Regions from separate parts of the Drosophila melanogaster genome. Here region 2 is linked to region 1. A link is a contact called in public Hi-C data. All regions are on one chromosome and are shown on one strand. The core of a region is the stretch at or near the end of the contact, and the rest is flanking DNA. Distances in the headings are between cores, read along the strand shown.

Evidence for each region. Hi-C and Micro-C count contacts between places; a contact is called where the count stands out from the background.
Region 2: a contact with region 1 is called in a Hi-C map of the Kc167 cell line, with 3 times the contacts expected there. A contact is called at or near these places in 44 of 107 Hi-C or Micro-C datasets (the D17-c3 cell line, the Kc167 cell line, the ML-DmBG3-c2 cell line and 22 more) and 2 of 7 datasets of targeted methods (both in the Kc167 cell line).

What each region holds. Positions count from the first base shown.
Region 1 is chr3L:6,187,583-6,190,542 of dm6, forward strand. D19A reads right to left here and starts at 1,541. Exons shown (of 2, transcript NM_057956.4): 1 at 452-1,541; 2 at 1-390. The coding sequence starts at 1,397. It overlaps CG7386, which reads left to right and starts at 2,163. Exons shown (of 2, transcript NM_139779.3): 1 at 2,163-2,960. The coding sequence starts at 2,232.
Region 2 is chr3L:6,741,745-6,744,572 of dm6, forward strand. dikar (dikar,) reads right to left here and starts at 1,420. Exons shown (of 10, transcript NM_001274552.1): 1 at 1,282-1,420; 2 at 171-305; 3 at 1-46. The coding sequence starts at 198. It overlaps velo (veloren), which reads right to left. Exons shown (of 9, transcript NM_206286.2): 9 at 2,682-2,828.

The sequences.
Region 1 (2,960 bases), core at 291-2,790:
CCTGGCGCGTCGTCTTGCCCACCCCGCAGTACGGACACACATGGTTCTTGATGCCTGCGTGACGCATAAGGTGATCCCTTAAAGCACTATTGATTACAAAACGCTTGCCGCAGATATTGCAAGGATACGGAAGCTCCTCGCCCGTGTGCTTATACATGTGCTTCTTGAGTGCTGTGGGGCAGCGGAATACGGTGTCGCATTCTGTGCAGGGGAAATCTCGAAGCGGGGCAGCCGCCTTGGTGATACCGTGCACCTTCTTCATGTGGAAGGTGAGCAGACGGACGCGCGGGAAGGTCTTGCCGCAGCCCTCGGCGATGCAGGCGTGAACCTCGGACAGCTCTGTGTGGGCGTGGTCGATGTGAATGCGCAGCCCATTGGCGGTAGTGAAACCTGTAAGGTGGGATTTCATAGAGATCGGATACTTATATTTATACTTAAGCCAGCGTTATACCTTTCTTGCAGGTCTCCACCTTGCATTGGAAGGGCAGCAGGTCGTTGTGGTACTTCATGTGCTCCTCGTAGCGGATGGCCTTCTTGAACTTCTGGTGGCAAATGTGGCAGTCGATGATGCGGTGCAGGTGGCGTTCCTCGATGGGAATGCGCTTCCTCTTCGGCTTGTCGCCCCGCGATGTGCCGTCTTCGGAGTCATCTGATTCGGAGGATGAGTCGCTCAACTCCTCCTCCTCTGGCGGAGGCGGTTTTATCTTTTTGGGCCGTCCCCGGGGCCTCGGCTTGGGTTTGTCTAGGTTGCTAAAACGGTCCTGCTGGGGTCCTGATCCGGTAGCTGGTCCCCTCATGCGCTGGGCCAGCGGAATGTCATCATCGCTGCTATTTGGCTCGAAGTCCAGATCGTGGTCGTTGTCATTGCCGCTCTCGATGGACGAATCGTCGTCGAACATCTTGACGGAAACGTTGCCCCCGTCATCCTCCTCCACCTTGGCCTCCTTCTCCACCTCCTCGGCCTCCTTGTCGACGTGCTCCAGCATCTTGAAGACATCCTCCTCGTTCTCGATTAGCTCCATCTTGTGGTTCAGCAGCGGGTCATAGTTGACGTGGTCCTCTTCCTCGGCCGGGTAGTCCTGCACGGCAACGTTGGGATCGAAGACGTCGAAGCTGCTCTGGCAGGCAAAGACATTGCTGGCCACCAGATCCTGGAACTTTTGCACGGAATCGACGCACTGTTTCTGAAAGTCGTGCAGCTCGTTCAGCTTGGTGTAGCACAGGGTGCACAGGTTCTTCGGGAATCCGTCGTTTTGCTCCACGGACAGGGATGTGCAGAAGCATAGCTTCTTCGAAAGTCCTGGAACCAGATACAAATCGTAGGCGGCGTCGTTCTGCAGGTGGTTCAGACAGATCCTGCACAGGCTGTGGATCGAGTACTGCCTGCCCTCGTTCATCTTGCTTTCAATCGCAATCGGCACTGCGGATCGGGGCGGTTTTCTATAGCTTTTTGCGTCTCTCTCCGGTCAGTAAGCAATAAAATAATATTGACACAGAAAAAATTGTATACTCGTCGACTGGCAATCGGGCGAGTGGGCAATAAGCAAGTACTTCTGCCAGCGAGTTACTCGTCCGAGTGCGTAGTTGTTTTGCGTTTCAGGGCTGGACAATCAATGTTTTTTCTTACCTTCTTATTTGCAATTCTAATTAGGTTGCAATATACAAAAAAAAAAAATATATATATATACAACTAATTTAATTAAATAGATATTGCTTGTATACTTCAAATAGTATTTCAGGGTTTTTTAAAAATATTTTGCAAACTGAGCACCATAGTAACAAAAACGAAACTGAACTTACAATATATAGATAATGGTATGTATATATAGAAAAAATATAAAACAAATTTTTTTGTATTAGTATGTATATATAAACATGTAAAACAAATTGCTTTTAATAATAAGCAACGACATTTGAAAATATACAAACTGGGCATCAAGAAAATTTGATACGAAAATGAACGTACAAGATTTCTGTATCGAAATAAAGTCAAAAATAAATAATAAATAAATGTATTTTAACTAGACGCATGCATGGTCTTGCTAAAAAGCACTTACATTAAAACAAGTTAATATAAAAATAAGAATCCAAGTATGCTGTTTACTTGCCACCCCACTACACCGTAATGGGTTAATGGCATAGCGAAACGGTCAGACTGCCTGTCACACTGGAACAAATTTGTTTAGAAGCTTCGATTGTTATCTGCCCGAGAATTGAGGGAAATGGGCACTATGGAGCTCAAGTACTCCGTCCAATCGCTTTGTCTCACCTGCCTTGTCCACCTGAAGCATGGTGCTGGACACGATCTCTTCGTGGTTCCAGATCTGTTCCAGAAGCTCAGGGCGTGCACTTCGTTTGATGCGGATCAAAACGACGGTTTCCCGAGAAACCTGTGCACCCAATGTTTCACCAAGCTGAACGACCTGCATGACTTCCGCGAACTGTGCGCAGAATCTATTAAACGTCTAAAGGAAATGATGACCAGCCAGAGGAATATGCCCATGGGTGTATTCGAATCTATAGCTGATGATTCTGAGGCACCTGAAAGGCCAGAGGAGCCGGCCAGTTTCGATCCGCTGCTGAATAACAAACTAGAGATGATTGACAACGAGGAGGATGTGTTCAAGTTGCTGGAAAAAGTTGACAAGGAACTAGAGGAGCATTCAAGGGACCAAAGCGAGGAGCACTTCTCCAGTGCAGAGCACAACGGACTGGAGGAGGAGAAAAAGGAGTCGGAAGGGTTCAACAGCGACGATGAGCAGGCCATGGGGCAGCGACGGATTGCGAACGACAAGCGTAAACTGTTTCGCCTTATGAGCTGTTCCATCTGCCAGCAAAAGTTCAAAAAGCAATCAAAGTTCGAGGAGCACATGAAGCACCACAATGACCTGTTGCCGTTTCAGTGTCAGGAGGAAAGCTGCCGAAAGGGCTTCACCACAGCCGGTGCACTGCGTTTGCAC
Region 2 (2,828 bases), core at 170-2,669, 550 kb after region 1:
GAACAGAAATGCGAAATACACGGTATCTCCCACCATGATTGAATGTCTGCGAAGAGAAAAACAATGTGATTTAGCAAATTTTTCGGTAACTTGCGACTCTTGTTGTATATATTTCCACTATTATATTGGTTTTGTTAAGTAGGAACTGATTTGGTAAATTTATTGCTCACCTAATAATCCAATGAAAGTAGAAACCATTTATGTATGCTTGCTTATTGGAAACGTTGCTCCTCTGCGGGATTTTATAGATGTCAGTAAGAACAATTCCTGGGCCTCTTTAGTAGCTCTCTGGTGTGGAAGTCGGGCTGCGTATATAATATATATGTATATATAACGTATGTGGTCAGGCGTTAACGAATTAGGCTCAAATTACACGACCGAAAGTCAAAAGGCGGCAAAAAGAGCGAGCGCAGAATTCAGACAAAAAAAATGTGTGCAACATGTGTGTGTGTGTTGGGACACTTGGCGGCGATATATACACAAACATCTGGCTTTATCACTTATCAAACATTCCGATGCACGCAAGGGTCTGGGCAGCGCAGGGGATGGGGATGGGAGTGGGAAGGGTCGAGTGGGTGGACGGTAGGTCAAAAGAAAGTACGCGCGCTTATTTTCACGAAGAGAAAATCAAAACAGACAGCCGACAAGCGGCCAAGGCGTGCGTCAAAGCGGGACGGCACCAGTACATTGAGCCAATAGCCGAACCGCTCACTTTTTCACGTTTGCATGCCGTCCCGCTCCCGCGAATGGGCACTACTATTTTGACTACACTGCACTCGATTATTTTGCAATTATAATGTGCAATTTACACGGCTTTTGGGCAGTTGGTTTTTTTCCGCTTTTCACCGCAAATTGCACGCGATGAAAGGTTATGGTGCGCAGATTTAGTTGGCGTACATAGCAGTTTATTTAACTTCCAATTTTGTGGAGCATGCGCGCGGCGGCTGACGACCGACGGCTTTTCTCCGCCTCCGTTTTTTGCCTGCTGGGCAGTGTGTATTTATTTTTATTAATACACGTATATATATTTTTCAGTTACGTGTGAAAATGTCATTTAACTTTAGAGACGCCCATTTCCCAGTCATCTTTTCTTTCTGCTTTTTCCCCCTCAATTTCTTTTTCCACACACACGCACGCACACACTCGGATGCCAGGGCACACACACACATAGTTGTACGCAGAGGGGCTCCATCTGCCATAAAATATTATTAATTATTTCACAACAATAGCAGCACGCACTAAACAGTTCGCTGCGATCGATTGATTGAACGGCATGCCTACCCGTTTCGATCCCGTTAATCTGGCTATCTGCGCAGACAATACGCGATTCGCGTTTTTTTGCGCTCCTGGTTAATTTTATTTTTCTTCAGCGAGCAGCAAACGCGGCGAAGAAATTATCGTGGCTCTCGATAACTAGTGGTGGTCTGAAATTCGTCAACACGCCAGCCATCGATGGTTCACTAGAGATGCGGCACTCGGGGCAAAGTGGCTCTAAACGATAGTTAATATATTTGTTTTGGATTTAAATTGGTAAATCGACTTTATTTCTTCAAAACGGTTCACCTTTCATATTTTTCATATTAAATAGTTTTCAATTGTGTATTTTAGTTTTAAATTTAAAGTATTTAAGTTTGTAAAACATATATTCAATGAAACTTTAAAATCAGATTAATACATTTTTATTTTAAATATGCTTGCTTTTCCACATAAACACAATTCTGCAGATAAGAAAAGTATTTTAAGATAATTTAATTTTAATAAAAAAATAATTTAATAATTTAATAATCTGCTTGCCAATACATGTATTATGTTTTGTTTTGTTTACTATAGAAGTTTGTAAGCATTAATGCGCAATTTACAACATTCCCCGATTCTATCGATAGATCGATTTCCTTCTTCCGGTCGCTTTTCGCTTGCCATTCGCCTCTCCGCTACCCCTCCTTCAACAGTCTTTTTTTCTTGCCTTCCCACCCCTCCTTTGCGAGAGCAGCTGTGAGTCTAACCTAACTTTTCCGCCGTTAACTACATGGCGGCGTGCTAGTGTGTGTTGTTGCTTCACACGCACAAGTGCGGGTGTGTGCGTGCCAGTCACCATGTAGGTCGTCATGTATGTTCTAAAGTAACTACATGGCATAAATCGCGGGTTGGGGGGCTATCAATTAAAGATTAACCAAAATTATGCAAAACCATCCAAAGCTGCAATTCAAGTTGAGCGCGCATGCAATGTTTGCAAAAGTCTGCAAGCTAATTTATACGAATTTCGGCCGAAATTGCATTCTGTTCAACAACGTGCCTCGGGGAGTCCCACCATGTAGGTGCCATCTACATGGCGATTCTAGCCTACATGGCGAGGCATGCGAAACTGGTTTGGGCAAGGGCGACCACGAAATTTGTTGTAAAATAAAGTGGTGCTGGGAAAGCCTCCCCAAGAACAAACAAGTAACGCACTACTGTAATATAATAAAACCCTTATTTTTGTTATACATATAAATTTAGCTGTTCGAAATTAATAAGTTATTTCAAGATCATTGAAATTGCAAATTAATTCAGGAATTAAACCAAATTATTGTGAATTTATTTTTAAACAAATGACTCCATTTCAAATGACTTTCCAAAAACTATAACAACTTTCTCACTTTTCCCATTAATACTCGCTTAAAAAGTCCAAACACCAGTTTCTTGTATTTCATACATAGTAATTTAGTCTTTATTTATAGTTTTAGTTTAGTGTAGTTTTTTAGAGTCAAACGTTTAGATACATAGAATTGAATAACCGATGTAATGTAATGGCGTATTTACAGGTGGTGCCGCAGCTGTGGCAACTGGAG